Regions from separate parts of the Mus musculus genome. Here region 2 is linked to region 1. Evidence: chromatin contacts called from public Hi-C data. All regions are on one chromosome and are shown on one strand. Each heading gives the region's core, a stretch centred on a gene start, on an enhancer-like site or on the middle of the called end of the contact. The rest is flanking DNA. Distances are from core to core; before and after follow the strand shown. Region 1 overlaps Cd40 (CD40 antigen). Region 2 has its middle 21 kb from the start of Cdh22.

Region 1 (7,885 bases), core at 1,351-3,850:
AGAGGCCTCTCTGCAGGCCCCAGGATTTGTTTGCCAGCCGGCCAGTTCCCTGTCTCCCCAGTTCGGAGTGAGTAATTCCGTCCCTCCCAGGCCCATTTAAGGGAGTGAATAATTAGTTACATTCAATTAGGCCTCTTGCTGCTACAGTGGCTCCTGCCTGCCTCACTTGGGGGGACAGGCTAGCTAATGAGACGCGCACACGTCTGACACAGGGGAGCGGGTGTTAAACACAGACGACCCCCTCAGCCCTCGGCGGGGTGCAGAGAGCTCAAAGAGAACAACCGGGGCCAGAGAAGTCAAGGATGGAGGCAGGAAAGTAGTAGAGGGAGTGGATGGAAAGAAAATGGATGATGGAGAGAGAGAGAGAGAGAGAGAGAGAGAGCCTCAGGAAGATCCAGAGGAAGACCAGAAGAGAGTATGCTTCTAGTCCAGCAATATCAGGGCTCCCTAACTAGTCAGGAGCCTGCCATACAAATGGAATCTGGAGCGATTAAAACCATGTTGTGGCTCTATATATTTATTGGCACGGAGAGACATCTGGTGTATCCCGCTAAGCAAAGAAAGCTGCTTACAAAACAGTGCATGTAATAATATCTCAAGTTTAAAAACTATTTGTGGCACACAGAAAGCAATTCTGAAAGGACCGTACCTTATGATTGGCAGGATGGTGGGAGGCGCACAGGTGGCCTTGTTTTCCTGGCCCTGTGCATCGCTCCGATGGGGGTGTGATTCTGGAGTATGGCTTTTATAATTAGCCAAAACAATAACACTTGTTTGAGAGAGAACCCGGGTGTGGTGAAGGGGCTGGAGATGAAGGAGGTGGGCAGGAAGTGGGAAGGATGGATTGAGGGCCAGACAGTCCCTGAAGGAAGTGGGAGGGAGGCCTGGTGTGAGGAGGAGGCAGGGGCTAGCTGGACAGACGGACAGACCCAGATCGACACATCCGCAGGGCAAGAGACAGAAGGCCTGGTGCTGAAGAGGAAGCACAGACCCAGCCCACTGCCCCTGGGGCAACACCTGCTGGGTTGCCAGCAGGTGATCTTTCTAGAATTCTTATTTTACCACACGACTAGTTTCAGAAAAGCCTCCTTCAGGAAGGACCTCCCCACCCCAAACTGCAGCACGATTCCCCACCCCCTTTTTAAATTAAAACTGCATCTCCCCACCCCGGCGGGTGGGTTTGTAATTTTCTATGCCCGGCTGACTCCAGGGGAGAGCAATCCTCCTCCGGGGCACAGCCTTTAATAACTTCTGCTGCCCAAGGAACCTACTGCAAGCCTGAGTCTGCGAGAGGGCATCTGTGTGCGCACACCTGGAGAAGGGCCACCTCAGGCTACGTTGTACCTAGTAGGGCTGCCCAAAAGCAGTGTCCAAGTCTTGGGTTGCAGTGCCTTGGGCCCAGGTCATTGTGTAACAACTTCAGCCAAAGCCCCTAGGGCTTCATCCAACCTCCTGAATGGCAGAGGATGAAGACGGTGTGCTTAGAACACGCTACCTGACCTGCTCATGTTCCTGTCAGGACTATATATATATATATATATATATAGTGTGTGTGTGTGTGTGTGTGTGTGTGCGCGCGCCAAGCAAAGGATTGAATACATTGAGATTCCCTGTCTTTCCATCCTAAACCCTCCATATTAACAAGACCTTCAAACTATAAAATTAGCTGCATTTGCGTGTTGGGAAACAACGCAGAACCCTCTCATTCCCCCCTGAGAAGCACCTTTAAGAGCCAATAGACTTTGCCCCAGGGAAGGGATCTTGGCCCAGGTGGCCTCATCTTTTCTAGTCTCCAGACCTACATCCTCGACCGCTTAGTTGCCCAGCTCAGACCCCCGTTTGTCCCAGTCTTGATGGGAACGAACTTAGATCTAGATCTCAGCTCTAATCCGAACAAGTTGTTTGGCCTCTAAGCCCCATCTGTGAAATGGGTGCAGTACGATCCCACACCTCAGATGAGTGTTCAGACTGAGACTGCCTGTTAAGTTCTAATCAGAACTGAGGAGTGAGGAAGGCAGGAGGACAGGCCTCATTTCCAAAGCATGGGCCCTGTGCAGAGCCAGCTCAAAGCAGAGCTATCATCACCTAGGACTGTCAAGCAGCCAGCAAGGACTTTAGAGTGTTACCTTGCTGCCACCTGCTGGCCACTATCAGCATCACAGGCACCCCTCCATCTCTGCCACCCCAACACCTGCTGGTCCTCCCTTTAACATTCAGGCTGGACAGGAAGGATCCTTAGAAAACCAGTCATTCATTCATCAGGGATGTGTGGCAGAAGCCCATACTGTAGGGAACTCCCGGCATCACAGACAGCTCATGTTAAGCTGCTGTAGAACCAGAGCATGCCCACCTCTTCCCTCTGGGAGGGATGCTAAAAGATACAAAAGTTACTTTGCTATGCTTGGCTCTGCAGACTTTCGGAAGAAACTTCCAGAAGCCGACCAGAGACATGAATGGAAGCAGACAGTGAGTCAGGGAGTTGAGCCAGGGAACACGTTGAACCGAGAAAGTGACAGACAAAAAGCAGCAGGACCATGCGCAGGCTGTGGGCGTGTGAGGTTACATCACTCTAGGGAAACGGGGTGTGGTCACCCCTCAGGGATAGGAGGCAGCTCAGCTGACATAGTGTTTGCCTGACATGCATAAAGCCTCAGGTTTAGTCCCTTGAACTGCACTGAACTGTTTCTGGTGGCTCATGCTGATAACCCCAGCACTGGAGGGTCAGCTTGCCCTCCTCTGCCGTGTGGTGAGTTTCAGGCCAGCCTGGCGTGCATAAGACACTATCTCAATTAGCTGGACTGATAGTGTGTGCTCCTGGGCACTCACTCTCCTAGCTGTTCCCAGCCTGGCCTGCAGCCACCACAGCCACAAAAGTATCCAGGATGGGGGAAGCCCCAACCATTAATCCCAAAGCCAACAGGAAACCCACTGCTTACACAGCAATGTGAGCCAAGGGCAACTGTACTCAGAGTGTGTTCTCTGATCCTGCAGTATCAGGACCACCTGGGGAACTTGCTGGAAATGCAAATTCTTGGTCCTGGTCCCAGATCTGAGCCAGAAACATGGGAGGTGCGGCCCAGCAATCTGTCTCTCGGCAACCCTCACAGTTGGTCACTTTGTTCCTTCAAATCCAAGAACCTGTAACCTGGAGGAGAGTCTGGAAGCCACCACCGCCACCAGCACCTGCCGCGAGGGTGTGACAGCTGCCCTCTAACAGAGGCAAAGGTGGCAGTGACTGGCCCAAGATCACTCAGGTAACAGGTGGGAGATGAGTCTTTTGCCTCTATCCAACACACATGCATGTGTACGCGCACGCGCGCGCGCGCGCGCGCACACACACACACACACACACACACACACACACACACACCCTGCCATGGAAGTTAGCGCCACCAACATTTGGGCTCTAGGCAGGGGATGAGTATTAGACCCTAAAGTTCTCCTCCCCCTCTGTCATACTTCCCTCTGCTTTCTAAACTGAAGCTTCCACCTGGTGCCACCAAATGGCCCTGGAAGCTCTTCTGGGAAGACTGCCAAAGCCAGGTGTCCTTCTCTTGGCTTTCAGCTGCACCCTCGTCCCTCAGCATCCCCGGCTTCCATCAGGACCAGCCACTGCCAGCTCCACCCTCTAAGCAGTGGGATCCAAACATCCTGAGACCCACGGGTTAAACCTCAGTAGGAGTCTTGCGGGAACCCTCTTTCAGGCACGTCTCCTCCTTCCCCTCCTTGTCCCCCGGCCTTCCTTCCCTCCCCTCTGCTCCCACTCCATCTGCCGCTCCTCCTGGCTAGGCTCCCCTACAGTTGGCACAGCAGGAAAAGAGAACAGGATGGTCTATTTTTATCCCGAGATGTTGTCGTGGGGCAGGAGAGGGACCCAGGATCTCCCTGAAAGCTGTCGCCCACCATGCCTAGGTTCTGGAAAGCAGAGAGCCAGATCTTGGAGCAGCTTGGAGATGAGAGTTCATGGGCCACTGCACAGCCCTGTGTCACCGATGGCAAGTCACTCCACCTCTTTTTACCCATTTGCACCCCTGCAAAACAGCGAGGCACACCGACCCTGCCTGCCCTGCAAGGCTGCTTCTGTGTACCTGAAGCCTTGCAAGCTTGCTGCTGGTTGTGAGCACACAGGCAAAACTCCCTGGAGACACAGCAGTCTGGGGACACTCTTACTTAAGCTCAGAAAAGATCCTAATTCTTTCAACCTAACAGCAAACCCAGCATGTCCACCCTTCATCTCCTTTGTACATGTTTGATGGTTTTTTAAAATTACATAATCATTATATGAATCTTCTGTTCTCTTGGAAAAATAATGAAGCATTATTGGAAACACAACACTCCCACCCACCCACTTCAGACCACACCATTCTTTTTTTAAAAAAGATAGTTCGTTTATATTATGTGTACAAGTGTTCCACCTGTGTGGACAGTGCACACATGATACACATATGCCCTGTGTGAGGGCTGGAAACTAAACCCAGAGCCTTCGCAGGAGCTGCTGCTCCTAGCCCTGACCCATCTCGCTAGACCACTGTCAAAGTTGGGATTTTCAATGCTTTGTTTTACCCACACAGGCATTCATGGTATCTTAGCTTTCCTTCCATATCTATACATACTGTATTCAAATATAATATGCAGCCTGCTTACATACTGTCATATCGTATATAAAAACTGTTTGAAGGATGTGTGGCTTTGTGTGTATGGTTCGGGTTGTTGGGAGAAGTTGTTGCTCTTTAATGTTTGTTTTTGAGACAGTATCATTGTGATGGTTTGTAAATGCTAGGCCCAGGGAGTGGCACTATTAGGATGTGTGGCCTTGTTGGAGTAGGTGTGTCACTGTGGGTGTGGGCTTTAAGACCCTCACCCTAGCTGTCTGGAAGTCAGCTTCAGCCTAGCAGCCTTCAGATGAAGATATAGAACTCTCAGGTCCTCCTGCACCATGCCTGCCTGGATGCTGCCATGTTCCTGCCTTGAGGATAATGGACTGAACCTCTGAACCTGTAAGCCAGCCCCAATTAAATGTTGTCCTTTTAAGAGTTGCCTTGCTCATGGTGTCTGTTTACAGCAATAAAACCCCAACTAAGACAATCATGTAGCCCAGGCTGACCTTGAGTTAACTATATATCCAAGGCTAGCCTTGAACTCCTAGTCCTCTTCCTCCTGAGTGCTAGGGTTACAGGCATGCACCACTGTTGAGGTTTGATCTTGCTCTGTATTGTAATGGGTTTGTGGCCCCAAGACCTGGAGTCTGTACTGTAGACAACCCCCCCAAGTGACCCCAAGTTATTTCTGATTGGTAAATAAAGATGCCAGCAGCCAATAGCTAGACAGAAGAGACATAGGTGGGGCTTAGTATTCCTGGGCTTGGCGTTAGAAGAGAACCAAGAGAGAGAAGAGGTGAATGGAGGAAAGAGAAGCCACCATGGATTAGGAGAGTTTAAGAGAACATGGACCTGGGGCTGGCCAATAGGAGATAAGAGCAGCCCCGATGAAACATAGTAAGTAGTAAGTAATAACTGGGGGTTATCAATAGGAAAGTAGATTCAAATAGCATACAGGGTAGGCAGGTGCCCAGTTCTTGTGCTGTTTAAGGCTTATTGTAAATATAAAGGTTGAGTGTGTCTTTTATTCAAGAACTAAATGGTAACACACAGGTAGAAACCCCAGGGCGGGATTAAATAATTTCTACAATACACCACCACATCCATTTTAGGATATGTGCACATGTGCACACACGGGGTACATTACCACAGAGCACACATGGAGGTCAAATGACAACCCTCTGGATTTGGTTCTCTCCCTTTTACCATGAAGTCCCAGGGATCAAAATCAGGTAACCGGGTTTGGGCAGCAAGCTCCTTTACTCACAAAAGCCATCTTACCTGCCTTGGAATGTGTTTTAAAAGCTATTTCTCTACCCATCATTCTACTACCTGTTTTCTGCCCCACCTGCTAGAGTTTCTGAGATGTCATTGTATAAATAATTACAGATTTATTTAGCCAGTACCCTGCTGATGGGCAACCAGGTGCCCTCTAGCAGCACAAGCTGTGGGCCACGGACTCCTGTGTCCATGACTCCTTACAGTGAACGCCGCAGCAAGACGACTCTGGGTCCTGCACTGCTGCACTTGGTAGGTATCACTGTGGACCCCCGATGCCCGAGCTCTCCCTCCATCCTTAAAAAGCAAGTTGAGAAATGATAGGGGGCAGGCATGAGAGTTAGCTGCACTGGGCTCTGTCTTGGCTCATCTCAAACTTCAAAGGTCAGCAAGCAGTCCTCAGAGCCAGGCCCCTGCTCCCGAGCCGAGCCATCGCCTCCAAAGCAGTTCCAGGGTTCAGACCAGGGGCCTCAAGGCTATGCTGTCTGTCACCTGCCGCTCCTGCACTGAGATGCGACTCTCTTTACCATCCTCCTGTGTGACAGGCTGACACCCGTGCAGCGTCTCCTGCACTGGAGCAGCGGTGTTATGACCGGGATAATCTTCCATCTCCTGGGGATCTTGCCGTCGAGCCGCAGGGGGTAAGATCTGGGGAGTCAAGGTATAAGGTCCAATGTCACCTCTAGCCACAGAGCCACCCTGCCTCTGAGGAATAGAATCCCTCCTTCAAGTCCTTTCCAATGGGGTGGGAGGATGGGGGTGTACCAAAACTGATTTCTTGGATGCCTTCTGCCCCCTGCTGGACACATGAAATTTGGCAGGAAATTTCCAGAGCCACTGCAGACCAGCAGGAGAAACTGCCCCTTTGGTTCCACCTACTGGCCCCTGAAGGCGGGATCCACCCACCCCCACCCCCCACCCCCACCCCCCGCCGCCGACTCCCATCCCCAGCATTCAAGGCTGGAGGAAAGCACAGCCAGAGTTTCTCTGCCAGTGGTGCCCAGCTCTGCCCTAAGGGGAAGTAGTTGAGTAGGAGGAAGCGATGGAGACTGAGAGCAGGGCTGGGTGGGGGTGCGAGTAGCCCACCTATATGTTCCAGGGAACGGACCCTAAACCTGTTTGGGCATGTGTGTGCGCGCATGTGCGCGCGCGGAGTGTGGCGTGGTATTGGGTGTATGCTCATGGCGTAGAGGGTCCACACACCCATGTACACATTATTAGAGGCTAGAGGTCAACATCTTGTGTCTTCTTGCACTCTTAACCCTTATTTTCCGAGTCAGGGTTTCTCTTGGAACCTGGAGTAGCCCATGGTTGGCTAGCAAGCTCCTAAGATCCCTGTGTCCATCCTCCCCCCCTCTCCCCGCCCCCACCAGCGTGGGTGTAATGGGCCTTTTCCATGGGTCCACACTCAAGGATCCAATACAAGCTCTCTGCTTACTGAGTCTGTCTCCCTACGCCGTGAGCCTCCCTCCCTGCCCACCAGTCACTCTTTCCAGCATCTCTCCCTCAGGGATGGCTTACCTCATTATCCTTTGGTTTCTTGACCACCTTTTCTAGTGAGAAGAAGAAGGGGTGTGGGACATTGCGAGGGTGAGTCAGGAGGCTGGTTCGACAGGGCTGAACCCTCCCTCCCTTTCCTCTCCTGAGCACTCACTGATATAGAGAAACACCCCGAAAATGGTGATGAGGATGCCCATCACGACAGGAATGACCAGCAGGGCTCGCATCCGGGACTTTAAACCTGGAGAAACAGACTTGAGTGGACCCCACTGGCAGATGCTCCCACTGGCGGGTGCTCCCAATGGAGTGTGCTCCCACTGGCAGGTGCTCTCACTGGCAGGTGCTCCCACTCCTTGCCCAAAGCATCTGTACACTCCCAGAATCCAGGTCAGAGCTTTTAAGCAGTAGCATTGTGGGTAATGTGGTCACTAGGGGAACTTTTAAAACGCTTTATGGTATTTGCCAGTGTTTATAAATTGAGAGAGTCCATCTTTGTGTGGTGGTGGGGT
Region 2 (7,885 bases), core at 1,662-4,161, 180 kb before region 1:
AGCCTAGTTGTTGGGCTGCACTTTCCGAAGCCCCAGAGAGGCCTCGGCCAAAGGTGCTGACTCAGCAAACTTTAATTTATCTCACAGGCCAGGGGTGCACATGAAGCAATTAGTGAAATAATGGTTATGTCGCACTAAAAATTATTTATAGAGTCACCGTGCACACAGCTGTGATTAAATTAGACAACCAGGGGGACTTTAACTGCCAGCTGAACTGTCATCCCAGACCCAGGCTCCAGCTGGCTGGGGAGGGGGCGGGGGAACGGCTTCTCACACATCCAGTGCCCACCTCCACCTCCGCCAACCAGCATCAGTGCCAACCTGAGCCAGGTGAGGTGGGGGTGGGGTGGGGAAGATCTACATGGGAGGGGGTTGGGTGCATAGTCTGATTCTGACAGATGGTCTGAGCCCCAGGGCCCTTGCACAAGACTTCAGCAGGGCTTCCCACACTGGAGGCTTAGCTCGGGGACCTTCTTTCCACGTTCCAGAGTGGAGGTGACCAGGTGACCTACAGAAGTTGGTCTTGGAGCTTGGTGGACTTGGCAATGACCTTTCAGTCCCTGAGGTCTTGGGGCCATGCTGGAAAGTGACAAGGGCTAAAGATTGGCCTCTCTGGCTCCCTACAGGCAGGCTGTTGAAACCTTAGTCCAACCCATGCCTTTCGCTGGTCCCCAGTCACTGCCCCCTGAAAGTTCAAACAGTGCACAGGGTGAACCCCTGCTGCAGATCGCCATTTCCGTGGGTGCACCCTTTTTATTCTTTTCTTCATCCCCCTCTGTCTTTCTTTCATTTTCTCTTTTAAATGATTTATTTGTTTATTTTTGAGACAGGATCTCAGTGTGTAGCCCCATGGAATTTACTCTGTAAACCAGGCTGGCCTCAAATTCACAGATATTCATCTGCCTGCAGAGTGCTGAGTTAAAGGCATACACTACCACACCCATCTTGCGTCTTCCTTTTTGAGACAAGGGCTCGTGTGTCCCAGTCTGTAGCCAAAGATGAACTTGAACCTCTGATCCTCCTGTCTCCACCTCTGGAGTACTAGATTGTCATCCTCCTGCCTCCACCTCCGGACTAGTGGGATTGTCACTGTGGCTGGTTTCCTTGGGACGAGAAGTTGAGCCCAGGGCTTTGTGCACACTAGCCAGGCACTCTGCCAACTGAGCTAACCCTCAGGCTCCCAAGTATTCTTATTCCCACGTTATGGAATCCAAGGTTCAGAGAGGTAAAAATAACTGCCTACCATTACACATCAGTGAGCGGAGGGGGTCTCTGAAGGCCCAAGAGACTGCAATGGTGGAGCACTGTGGTGTCTCCAGCATTTGAGAGGTGCCTTCAGACTGACGCCATGTGAAAATGGGGCTCTCCTTGCCTAGCAGTGGGTCAGACCCTTGGCACAGGGGAGGAAACTGGATTACAGTGTCGTGGTTTGGTGCCTGGCTCCCAGTCCCTCAGAAAGGGGTAGACATGGTGTGCTACACCTGAGCTGAGAGCTTGAGCAAAGATAACTAAGTCACCTGCTGCAGGGGCTTGGCAGCTGCCATCAAGTAACCTAGGCGACAGCTGTGATTATCTGCTGTGCCTTGTAGGCTCTGGCTTCAGCTCCTGTTCCTGTGGTGATGTGAGTTCAGGCCAGCTCCCGGCCCAAGGGCCCGGCTCTCTGTGACTCCCGATCTCCCTCAGCATGAACAGCTCTCCATGTGCCTTCCGTGGGAGTGTGGATGCATCCAGAGGCCCAGGGTGTGGCCAGCTCCTGGCCTGGCTCCCTCCTACCCCAGGAACTGTATCCCTGGCACACCTTTCCCTCCCCTCTGAGTGAAAGATGTCTTCAGACTCGTTCACAAAGCTTCCAGTCTTCTTTTAATATTGTCTGGGGTGCCTTCCGGTCCCCTCTCCCTCCAAATGGAGGTTCTGAGAAGTGGGATGATGGGAAGGGGTCTCAAAACCAGGTCTTCCAGACCCTTCCCTGGCCCTTCCCCACCAGGGTCCCTCTACTTTGCAGTTCTGCCAATACACTGGGGGAGGATAGCTCTTCAGATGCCTCCTGTCCAGAGGTTCATGCTCAAGGGCCAAGAAGTCAAAGGCTAGCTTGGCCTGTCTCCCTCTATACCAAAGAGTCGCCCCCCCTTTGAGGTTGAATGAGGCTTTTACAGGGGTTGCCTAAGGCCATGGGAAAACACAAATTCTATATCATGATTCGTAATAGTAGTAAAATTACAGTTATGAAGTAGCAAATAATTTGGGGGTTGGGGTCACCACCACTTGAGGAACTGTGGTAGAGGGCTGCAGCATTAGGAAGCTGGAGAACCACTGCTCTATCCAGAGGCCTAGTCCCTCTTCTGGGCCTGCCTGGGGCCTGCCACTGCCTCTGGCCACTTAACATGCAGCCCTGGTGGTATCGGTTGCAACAACCAAATGAGATTAGCTTGCTTGCTAACGCAAGTCCCCACTCGACACCACCCACGGCCCTGTACAGCCACCAGCTGTCACAGTGAGCCTCCCGCAGCCTGCCATCCATCTCCCATCTAAATTGGGACCAGTGAGGGCCAGGTGGAGGAAGAATAAAGGACTCTACCAGTCTCGGAAAATGTTATCTCTCCCTGGTGGGGGGTCAGTGATGGAGTGGGGTACAGAGGGAGACAAAGAGGATTCAGGGTCTACACAGCCACCTGTCCTTCATGAAGGAGGACCCCTCCCAGGGCCACCTGAGTCACTGGTCCACATGTCTCTGAAATTGCCTTAGCTTCTCCACACATAGGACACCTGGCCAGCTGCCAGCAAGATGCTGCCAATGCCACGCAGTGGTCTGCAGTCCGGGGATGAAACCCTCGCCCCTCTCTTACATTCTCCAGAGGATCCAGCTGACAGGAAGCAGCCAATGTGAGCGAGAGCTCCCTCTGCCTCCTCTCCTTGCCTAGAAGGGAGAAGAGGCTGCGGCATCCCTGTCCTCCCCCACCCCTTTCCTGGTTCTTGTCATCTTCCCACTCTCCTTCCACAGCTTCCCCGCTTCCCCATGTATTTCCAGACTCTCTCTTCCCATCTGCAAGATGGGGATGACCCTGCTTATCTCAGGGGCTAGCGGAGGCTTGAATGAGCTTACCGTTCTGTCTGACAGTGAAATATATATATATATATATATCTCAGTCCTAGCGATCATCTGCTGTCACTGACAACTCTGTTTCCCCTGAGTCTGTGTCCTCTGTCCCCTGGCCTTTGTCCAGTCATGGATCCTTAGCTCAGTAAGTTTCACTAGGAGTAGAGGGCTCTTCCAGAGATGGCATGCGAAGCAGTGGGAGGAGGGAGCCTCAGAATGCAAAAGCAGCTTGGATTAGAAGCCCATCACAGGAAATGGCTTTCTTATCACGGCCCAGCCTGAACTGCCAGGTCCAACATTGGAAATTGAATTGCTTCCCCCCCCATGGCTGCCTCTCTCTTGCCCCTTCCCTCTGCGACTGGGTCTCCGCTGGATGAGACCAAGAGAGGGAGGTAGGAGAAACAGGTAGTCCAGATGGGGGCAGAGGCTGGAGGTCAGCTGGACCCCGAGGGTGGAGACAAGACAGGGATGAGGGGACAGAGACGGCTGCCGATGTCTCTGCGGGTTGCCTCCACACTCCATGTCCATCAGGCCCAAGTTTCATGGGCCAGGTTGTGCCCTCTATCTTCTGGCCCCTGTCCAGCCTCCACCTTGGCGCCTCGGCAGGGCCCAGGGAAAGGCCCTGATGGCCGGGGCAGATCCCTGGGCTGGAGCCCACCAGTGCTAGGAAGAAGCTGCAGTGAGTTCCTGGCAGAGCGAGGCTGCAGGTGGTCGGGGAATGGGCTGTGGTGGCCAGGGACAGGCAGCTGTATAATCCGGCAAGCTCTCACTATGAAAGCCAGGAGCTAGAGACAGGAGGTGGGCAGGGTCTGGGCAGCAGGTGCTTATGGAGGTCTGATTTTCTGGTCTCTGGTGCTCACTTCAGGCTCCCAGGCAGGCCAACCTGGAGCCCAGGGCACAGCTTAGAGTCCAGGACCTCAGCAAGAGCTGCAGACACTGTAACAGAGGAAGGCCTGGGGGAAAGTCCTCCGTAGCTGTAGCCCAGCTCAGTGCCCAGACTTATGACAAAGCAGGTACCTGTCCCACCCCTGCAGCCTAGCTGCCCCTTATCAACTAGCACCTCTGTCTGCAGCTTGACCATCTGAGAGCCTCTCACTAACTAGCAGGCTATATCTAGGCAGGAGTCTCTCCTCTCAGTTCCCCTCTTCTGAGGGCCCAGTTTCCTCATCTCTGCACGTATGTCCACCATACATAGACTAATCCAGACAGCCTGGAAACAGCAGCCACAGAAGCCAGGGTGCCCAGCACAAGGAACTTTAGCCCAGGTTAGCCCAGGATCACAAGACTCCATTCTCCATCAGCCTATTCTCTTTCAACCCCCTCACCCTCTCTTTAGGGTGAATGGAAAAGATACTTTGTGAGGACTGGTAAGATGAACCAGTGGGTAAGCCTGGCATAAAGATGGAAGGAGAAAACCAACTCTATAAATTATCCTCTGATGACATACACACTGTGGCATGCCTTCATTTGTTCACAGATACACCGTGCACACACACAACTAAAAAAATTAAAAAAAATTTTTTTGAAGCAGGGTCTTACTGTGTAGCCCAGGGTAACCTCCAACTCAAAGCAGTCTCCTGTCTCCAGTTGCTGAGGGCTAGGACTGGCAGCGTACTCCACCATACCTACCTAAAATGTATTGCTGAATCTCAACTTCAAACATGATAAACCGTGATTTTTTTTGAGACAGGATCTTACAGATTCCAGGCTGTCCTCAAACTCTGTAGGTGACCTTGAACTTCTGATCTTCCCTTATACTGCCTGAGCAAAAATAGAGTTATAGGCATTGCCACCATACCTGCTGGCTTCTGGTCTTGAACCCACAACTGTATGCATGCCAGGCAAGTGCTCTACCCACTGAGCTACATTCTCAGCACATGCTATAGGCCTTAATCAAGCCATTTTACAGATGAATAAGAATAGACTAGCCCAGTGTGTCACGGGGCTCCCCCTCAAGCCAGCCAGTTCTACACTCCAGGAGGTCTTCCTGACAGTCCTTACTGGCCTCAAGCTCTCTTCCAACTGATTTTCCTAGCTTCCAGCTCACCTGTGCTCCCAGACCTGGCCAATTGCGGAGCCCCAAAGTTAATAAATCAAGGTGACTTTGGGGACAAGAATCGGGCCTCTTTCTCCCTTGTCCCTCCCATTTGCATAATCCTGGCTGGCAATATGATAATGATGTTTGTTAAAGACAGAGCACAATAAATTAATACCGTTAAGTTGTTGCTGCGAAATGCAAAGCAGGTAATTTACTGCCAGCGAGGAGTGGAGCCTTTAAACTGTAATGGATTAACTTTCCCAGCAGCAGCCAGTCCCCCGAGGGAGGGAGCTGGGGAGACTCGGGCAGGGCTGGAGGACCACAGGAACCCACCTACTTTTCAGAGTTATAGGTGGGGTGTTCAGGTCCTGTGGATTTCTTCCCCCACTGCTCTGAGCCCGGAGCAAGACAAGGAATGGTAGAAGGTGGCAAAGAAGTGCTGGGGTAGCCAGGGACTTGGTCTGGAAGCCCATCCCCCAAGAGGGTAGGGAGGCTTAGGTGTCTAACTGCGCACTGGCTCCAGGGTCTCAGAAGCAACCCCTGAGGTGAACCCTCAAGAGCACTTTAGATGCCCTAGGACCCGGCAGTCCACAGCCCCACCTCTTTCCTGGACCATGATCAGTAGGGGAGGGTCCGATTACGTGAACAGAGAGGGGCAAGCAAGGAGGGAAACAGCTAGGCAAAACTGAGGCTGACACCCTGGCTGGGGCACCTTCACAGCCCCCCAGCCTCTCCTCAGATTGAAGGCTTTGGAAGGAGGCAGAAAGGGTCTCCAAAGGGAAGAGGTTACTGCTGTGTGGGCCAGAAGGGTGCAGGAGGGGGTGGAGGCTGGAAGGATGGCGAGGCCTAGGCTGGAGTAGGCTTCTCAGAGACAGCCCCTCCCTTAGGGCTCAAGACAGCTCTGCCGGTCCGGATGAGAACTGCGCAGCCTCTGCTCAGGGCAGGCTGGCAGGCCGGTCCCGGGGACCCCAGCAGAATTCTAATTTGCCAGTTATCTCTGCAGCTTCTCTGGCAATATTAAAGGGGCGACGTTCTGCAGTCGGCTCCCAGGCTAATTGGATTTGGGCCTCTTCGCTCCTGGGCAAAGGAGGGGCAGCCTGCTGGGGGAGGGGAGGCTCAAGGACCTAGGCTGGGACCGTTGTGAGTGGCTGTGGTCCCTGAAACCAAACACTTAGGTGACAGCTCTTCCCAAAATCCTACTTGTAGAGTGGCCTTGCTTGAGCCTTTCTCCAGCCTGGATCCCATATTCTCTGGTCTCAGTTGGTGATAATATAGCAATGCCTCCTTCCTCAGGTCCTCCTCATGGCCGAGCCCTCTCTAGGTTTAGTACCACACCCCAGGTCCTCTGATTCTTACAGCCCAGTGAATATGCTAAGGCCTAGTCAAGAAAATACTCACGGTTAGCATTTCAGATCTGTAAGGTGTCTACAGTCCCAGTTTTTAAAATTCATTTGTACCCAGACTTGGCCCCGGGTTGGGGTGTGGTTGGGAGCCAGGGCAAGAAGTCAAGACATATGACAGCCAGCAGCCCCAGATTTAAATTTCCACAGGAGCCCAGCCCGCCCGTGGGGCCCTGGTAGGTGCTCTTGCTTCTCAGAGTCGGAGTTGGATTCGAGTAAAGGGAGAGATGGTAATGGTTCCGCATGCTGGGCTACTGTGCTGCCCGAACTATGAAGAAAGCACAAGAAAGCACTTCTTTCTATGGACAGATTCTTACCAGTGTCCCAAGGTTGGAGTTTCCCGTGGGAGCAGGTCTGCTTCAAGAACTCAATTAAGCATAGAGAATGTTCTCACCCTTCAGATGGGGAAACTGAGGCCCACAGTCAGAACAAAGAGTGGCGGGGTCAGCTCTCAGCCCGAAGTCTCTTGCTGCTTCCCTGCCCCTCACCATCTCTTCTTCCAGCCTCCTTTTGTCCTGGACGTCCGTTTCTGTCTATCTGGGTATTCCTCCCCTCCAGGACCAGCTGACCGGCTGGCTGACAGCCCTCTCCCTCTCCCTCTCCCTCTTTGCCATCGTCCACTGATGGTGGAACTGTCCAGACTCACTGCAGAGAGCCCCCCTCTGGAGGCTGCTCTTGCCATGCGTCCCCCGTCCCAGATGTTAATTTTGCCAGGACTTTGATAAATCTTCCTGTCGTCTCCATGAGCTGGAGACATAGATTTCATCTTATTGAGAGGTGACACTTCTGCCCTTTGGTACGGGCTATCAATTTCAAGCAGAGAGCAACAGAGGACCAGCCTTGTGTAACCCCTCTGCCACCACCACAGCCTCTCCTTAAGCCCACGGGGCCAGCCGGAGACAACTGCTTAACCTGTCCTTCCAAAGTGGCCGGACCCCTCCAGGTCTGCATCCTCCATGGTTCAGTGCACAACTATGTGGCTGGCTTCCAGCCCCTGGCACCTGCCCGGCTTTGCTGTCCAGGTGGCAGATGGGAGAGGCTGGGAACTGGTGTCCAGTTGTAAGCAATGACATAGGAACCGGAGTTGAAGCGTCCAATCTTGAATGGCACAGGGATATGGGAACGGACATCCTCAGGGTTCTGCTCACCAGGGCACAGTAGTACCATGTTCCTTGCGCTGCCTGCTTTTCCCACTGCAGGTCCTTCCAGGGATCACTGCCCTAACAACAGGTACCCCCCCCCCCAACCCTTTGCTCAGGGTCCTCTGCTGAGGGATGCTCTTCCCCGGATGCTGAGCCCTTAGAGACCTGATGCTGTCTGGCTAGTAATAGAGGAGCCTCAGGAAGGGACAGG

What was found. A called contact is a pair of places that touch in the nucleus more often than the background predicts.
Region 2: a contact with region 1 is called in a Hi-C map of cerebral cortex, with 2.0 times the contacts expected there. The contact joins two enhancer-like sites. A contact is called at or near these places in 8 of 39 promoter capture datasets (the C10 cell line, the HPC-7 cell line, cranial neural crest and 4 more), 3 of 15 datasets of contacts at CTCF or cohesin (embryonic stem cells, large pre-B cells and pro-B cells), 33 of 484 Hi-C or Micro-C datasets (B cells, the BV-2 cell line, the C2C12 cell line and 20 more), 9 of 115 datasets of contacts at active chromatin or transcription factors (a beta-TC-6 cell line, craniofacial prominence, embryonic basal ganglia and 6 more) and 3 of 9 other capture datasets (adipose tissue, liver and pancreatic islet).

The regions. Positions count from the first base shown.
Region 1 is chr2:165,069,361-165,077,245 of GRCm38.p6, reverse strand. Cd40 (CD40 antigen) reads right to left here. Exons shown (of 9, transcript NM_011611.2): 7 at 7,531-7,617; 8 at 7,398-7,429; 9 at 5,592-6,524. The coding sequence ends at 6,333. Among named protein-coding and RNA genes, the nearest start is that of 1700025C18Rik, 17 kb to the left of the region's middle. Within about 2 kb of position 2,600, at least 22 of the 459 cell types and tissues checked have an H3K27ac peak or open chromatin away from gene starts, as enhancers often do. A contact at or near this core is called in cerebral cortex, where this site is marked.
Region 2 is chr2:165,252,232-165,260,116 of GRCm38.p6, reverse strand. No RefSeq gene overlaps it. Among named protein-coding and RNA genes, the nearest start is that of Cdh22, 21 kb to the right of the region's middle. Within about 2 kb of position 2,911, at least 9 of the 459 cell types and tissues checked have an H3K27ac peak or open chromatin away from gene starts, as enhancers often do. A contact at or near this core is called in cerebral cortex, where this site is marked.